Linked DNA regions of Zea mays: region 1 is linked to region 2. A link is a contact called in public Hi-C data. All regions are on one chromosome and are shown on one strand. The core of a region is the stretch at or near the end of the contact, and the rest is flanking DNA. Distances in the headings are between cores, read along the strand shown. Region 1 overlaps LOC103640907 (alanine--tRNA ligase). Region 2 holds the start of LOC100382621.

Evidence for each region. Hi-C and Micro-C count contacts between places; a contact is called where the count stands out from the background.
Region 1: a contact with region 2 is called in a Hi-C map of ear, with 2.5 times the contacts expected there. The contact joins the enhancer-like site here to the promoter of LOC100382621 in region 2. A contact is called at or near these places in 2 of 25 Hi-C or Micro-C datasets (ear and tassel).

Annotation. Positions count from the first base shown.
Region 1 is chr10:18,152,759-18,155,645 of Zm-B73-REFERENCE-NAM-5.0, forward strand. LOC103640907 (alanine--tRNA ligase) reads right to left here. Exons shown (of 22, transcript XM_008664354.2): 21 at 2,571-2,744; 22 at 2,036-2,473. The coding sequence ends at 2,402. Among protein-coding and RNA genes, the nearest start is that of LOC103640907, 18 kb to the right of the region's middle. Within about 2 kb of position 1,568, at least 5 of the 20 cell types and tissues checked have an H3K27ac peak or open chromatin away from gene starts, as enhancers often do. A contact at or near this core is called in ear and tassel, where this site is marked.
Region 2 is chr10:17,616,274-17,619,191 of Zm-B73-REFERENCE-NAM-5.0, forward strand. LOC100382621 reads right to left here and starts at 1,487. Exons shown (of 3, transcript NM_001175346.1): 1 at 1,175-1,487. The coding sequence starts at 1,447. It overlaps LOC100284207 (glycine-rich RNA-binding protein 7), which reads left to right and starts at 1,670. Exons shown (of 5, transcript NM_001254914.2): 1 at 1,670-1,850.

The sequences.
Region 1 (2,887 bases), core at 318-2,817, 540 kb after region 2:
ACATGGCATGACATATGACGACACTAGACACACAGACGTGGATAAGAGGGGAGGTTCTTGGATTGGGATTGATCGACGAGGACGTCGATCTTCTAAGGGGGTGGATTGTGATATCCTGGCCTCTAGGATGGTGATATCCTGGCTCAAGGCTTAATAGAATTAATTGTATCCATACCAACAAGGTGCATCTTCTTTTCCAGAAGCCTATCTCGAAAGAACCTCCAGGTTAAGCGTGCTTGGCTTGGAGCAATTTAGGATGGGTGACCGACCAGAAAGTTTTTTCGGGTGCGCATGAGTGAGGACAAAGTGTGCATAAAAGGCCTGTGTTGGTTTGTGGGGACAATATATGATCCTAGAGAGCTGCCAGGAGTAAGTACCGTCGGTCCAGGGATTGGACGGGGTATTACACCCACCGAGGGTAGCATGGTGCTCTCCCCCTCTTCCTTCTTGCGGAAAGGCGACGAAGAGACGTATCATTAAAAAGTCAAGGCGTTTCCTGATCGTCCTCCCGCCCTGTGCAGAGGCTCGGGGGTTGCCCTTGCACCCATGTTGCAGCAGAATTGTTGGAAACACCAGCAACCCAACGCAGAGACTCGAGGGCTGCCTTTGCACCTAGGTTCTGGCCAGGTGACGAACAAAGGACAAGTCAACGATATCTACATAGGGAAATATAAAGACCTCAAAGGAGTCAACCACTCCTTCGAGGCCTTAGGGCTACACCCAACAAATGTGCTTGCGTGCACCCATCGAAAATAAGTCTACCACCTTTCAAAGGGTTAAGCAACATACCTGCACGAAGGTGGAAGAACGCCCAAGCAAGTACCAACACTTCCTTGGAGGCTCAGGGGCTACTGTCGGGTATCATAATTAGGGGTACCCAGATTATGCCCCTAAATACGTTTAAACACCTAACTATCGAGAAAATCATAAGACACGTTCCCCAAGGTCAAGAAAGGATCAATCACGATTCGCCCGAGACCCCGCTAGATGGTCGCTCAAAACTCCGCCTCGCCCGAGCCTAACCTCGGGTGAAGGTAGCACTCAGGGAAATCCTCGGCTTACCCGATGTCCCCTCTTCACCAAATAGCGGTTTCCACCTCGTCCAAGCCCATCTCGGACAGGAGGACAGCCCCGTGCCCAGCCTCAGTCAAAGGTCACGAAAACCGTGGAGACATGCGCATTTAATGCGAATACCTACCCCACGTGATGCCGCAGTCAAACACAGAGCGATGGGACTGCGGTCCCATCCACTTTCACCAACTACGATGACGCACCCCGAGAATAATGGCCACTGCTCCCCCACGCCGACTACTGTGCTCAAACAACTCTGGATGGCATGGTCTCACCTCGGGAGGGAACTCCACCTCGCCCAAAGTCGGCCTTAACCTCGAAGAAAACTCCGCTTCGCCCAAGCTCGGCTTCGGCCAACTGCCCCGGCAACAACTCCCCGTGAATTCCGTAGGTGGCCACTCCGACAACTATGCTAACCCCTCCCTGTACCACTGCATGCCCCGAGGCAGGCTCAACCAAGGCCTCAGGAGGAACCTTGGTCTTGCCCGAGCCTGGCCTTTGCCTAGATAACATCAACCAAATGGCGCCACCAACTCCTCCACGAGGGATGCTGACGACGGGATGGCTACAGGACCGATGTCAAATTTGTTTTATGCCATACGAGGAGAATTACCATGCATTTTTCACCATACTTATCGTTGTTTCAATAACTACGACTCGAACAGCACCTCCATCAAACAGGGGATAAGACTTGTCTCCTCTCCCATAGCGCTCCTAGGAACCCTCTTTGAAGCTATAAAAGGAGTATAGGACTTGGGAGAACACTTTGTGGGTTTTCACCCTCCAGGAGACAACGGGACTATAACAAAAAAAATATAGATAGTAGATTCAGTTAGGTGCCATGGAGTGGCATCTAATTTTGCAAAATATGAGTGGCACATTTGAAGAAACAAAAAAATAGGCTTCATGATGTTCCAGCTCTCTCCTAGCCACAGTTAGACTGTCTATAGTAGATATGGTAAGATAGAGGACACTATAAATAATAAATAACACTATTTACAGAGTGAAATTTAAAATAGAGTAAGATAGGGAATTGGATAGAGGATCTGAAAATAGCCTTAGCAGGGAAGGAAATGATTCGACTCCTAAACGCCTACAAAGTGACTCCCAATCGTATATGCATAGAACCTTTCGTTCAATCGGGCACACAACAAGCTTTATACTGTTACATGTCCTGTGCTTCCAATTGTATGGTAAGTATAAATGAAACTGCAAGCACCATTGAACTTCTGTTTAAGTATAATGGGTAAATAGAAAGCTAAAATCAAAGAGTAATCCAGCAGCAGCCACGCATGAGTTCCATGGGCAGTGCACCAGTTACTACCACCAATCAGCAGAGCTTCATTGAAGCAATGCTGTTCGCAAGTGCCATTGCTTCCTTGAGCTGAGAAGCGTCACTCCCCTGCAGTGAAGGCATAGCAGAATTGAATTTGGGCATCTCTTACTTGATGACTTGCATCCAAGACCGTAGAATACCTAGGAATGGATTGCTCACTCACCTGGCCCTGGGCGACGCCGTTCTTGCCGCCACCGCCTCTTCCCTTGAGTGGCGCAATTGAAGGTGTTAGCCAGTCCAACACCTTGAAGCCGCTAGGAGCATTGGGAGGCACACCAGCATAGATAACGGCTTTGTTTGATGCCTCATCGGTGCTGAATAACATTATAGGCAAACCCTGGGCCAAGACATCCAAAAGTTCACCAGGCTATCTAAGACTTGAGATGGAATAAAAACAGTTCTACTACAACATGCCATGTACTATAGCAATTTACTGACTAACATTATTTTAACAGTAAGATGAAAATGAAAGATGTAAGT
Region 2 (2,918 bases), core at 237-2,736:
GAAGAGACAGAAACATGATCCCGTCCAAAAAAATCCACGAACCCTAGCCCTCCATCACTAGCGGGTCGTCACCGCGCACTCTGCAACGGCCCAACCGGAGGTGGCGAGCAGGACGTAATCTTGTTTTTTTTATCCCTACGGGCATGCATCAACGCACTCCTCAAGTATCACTTTACAATCCAATCATACTTGTTTATCCTTTTTTCTTGTGAAGACAAAGTCAATCTAACTAGAACGTTGACCACTACTATAGGTCACTAAATAAGATTCTCTCTTTCTAAAGAAACTATTGGCTACGAACAGGTTAAAACCTACCGCAAAGTCCAAGACTTTTTCTTACTCCTTATTCCTACTCTTAGCTTATTGTAAAAAAAACATAAGACAAACATACCTAAAAGTACAAAGTTACCACATAATAATAACTCGTAGCAGCATAACATGAACTTTTGTTTGTGAGGATTATGTTATTCTGTCTTCCATATCTCCAAATTGAGAAAATACGGGAAGTCCAAAGGAACTAGTTTTGAGTGAACATAAATTCGTAAACACTACATGGGCACATCACATAAGTTCCCCGTCTTTTTTTTGTGTTAATTCCTCAAGTCACTGGATCAATAGCTTAGGTCCAAGCCGCTCACATTTATCTTTATAACACTACACTCGTATCATACTGATGCTGGCTCATTGCAGTAAAACAGCAACCTCGTCCTCGCCTTTGGATGTATAAAGTCTAACACAGTCTCGTGGAACCACAATAAACAAAGAATCCGATTTGCGAAAGTGGAACACAAAGTACCATCTTTTGCATTCCAGTTTACCAACTTCTGAATTCCGATTTTGTACAAATCAAAATTTCTGTTCCACAAAAGGCCAGCCAGTTTCATGTCACTGTATGAGGAAGAGTTACCTAGCTCGACAAGCCTATGCCAAAGAGGCACAAGGTCGCACAAAACTGAATCACATTGAAGCACTCAAAATCACACCCAGCTCAAGATCCCCTCTTGCTCTATGAGCAGTGAATTCCACAATTAAAGTGAAGGCGACCGAATCTACGCGCTCGGCCCTTCAGGGAGGGGCATCGGCTGAACCCGGATGCCGAGCATAGAGAGGGGAGGACAACCACAGGGGCTGATAGCCTGATGCAGCAACGACTGGACAGTACGTATGTATATACCTTAATGGTGCGGGCCTGGTCGGCGGCGAGGGAGGCCTTGGAGAAGATGTCATCGTCGACGAAGACAGCCTTCCGCCCGAGCATCTTCTGCAGCGCGTCCACGTTGGCGCCGAGCTCCCCCAGGTTCCCGATCGCGGCGCTCCACCGCTCTCCCGACGAGGACGCCGCCGCCGGGCCTCCGGATGAGGACGAAGGAGAAGGAGACCCCGATACCGCAGCGCCGTGTGCTGGGCCGACCGCGACGGCCGCGGACTTCTCCCTCTGCGCGGCCATGCTCACCGCCGCCGCCGCCACCGACCTCGGCGGAGTCGGCTCAGGTCCTCTTTTTCCGTTTGGGCCCGTAGGCTTGCCCGATACTGCAGACCGGGAGACACGGCCTCACCGCCCAGCCACTGACACTGACACTGCGATCAACTCGTATGTAGACCCCACATGCCATCGACGTTACGCGTAACCCCCGCCTAAAAAATATCCGTCCCCCACGCCGCAGCAGTTGAATAGCAAGGATCGAATGGACAGCTGATTGCTTGAGCCCATCGGACGGCCGCGTGGCTCCCAGGAGCCCTATATCACCATCCTTGCCCACCGCCTCCCCTCATCACCAGCGTCCGCCACCGCCGCCGCCTTTCGTACCGCGGCCCCTAAACCCCTTTCCTCGTTCCCCTCCGTCTCTCAGGTGCGCGCTTAAACCCTAGTAGCTATATATATTTTCGATTTATTGTTTCAGCCTGTTTTTCCATCGTGTTGATGCTACCCGTCGGGATGATGCGCCCCATGCCGCTAGCGTTGGCGATCCGTGTCCTTTTCGTTTCCTTGCGTCGTTAACTCGTTGGGGGCGATTGGGGAGTAGAAGTAGTGTGTTTTAGTGTTTATGATTTCGTGTATTGTTAGTTTGGACGTAGGTCGTTTATGGTGGTTCGCGCTCGTGCACGGCTCGGTGGTTAGGGTTTACCTGGATCCCCGCATTTTTTTCGTCTTCATCGCTCGGTTTCGTGGTTCCGAACTTCTACGATGTGTGATTAACTTCCTATTAGTACGCTGCTCTACTTTACTCGCGGCGTGTTTTTCTAGCATCCTTTTACGTTTGTAGCCATTTGGTCCACATGTTGTATGGGTCTTTATGGTGCACATGGAATGTTTTCGTTTTGTTTTCCTTCGATTAGAATGTTTAAATGGTGTATATTAGGTAGCTGTAGTCAACTACTGTTTAACACCCAAGCTTCTGCTGTTTCTTAGTCTATTTCTTGATGCCACAGCACTCAATATCCATGTCCCCATGAATAATAAATTCTCAGATCAGTGTTATGAAAACTTTTTTTTATTTTGTTACCATGTCAAAATTAATGACCATCTCCATTACTATCATCATACAGTAGTGCCTCTGTTTATACTTGAAATTTGAATCCTCGCTACAGTTATGTTTTTTTTAAATATTGAGCACATTTTTTATGCTTCAAGCAAGGCAGTGGTGCATGTTTCCTTCATCCTCTGTTATAACAAGATGGTGGGCAACTGTTTATTGCCCCTTTGGTATCAATGCCTGTTAGAGCATCTCCAACGATGCCTCAAATTTGTGCCTTAAATTGAAAAATATGAGGCTCTATGTAGTAAAAACTACTCCGTGCCTCATTTAATAAAATTTGGTTAAAAAATTATACCGTAGTGTGCTGTACTATAATCTAGATTTGATGCTTTACTATTCGAGCGGAATGTTTTGTTGGTGCCCTAAATTCTATAAAATATA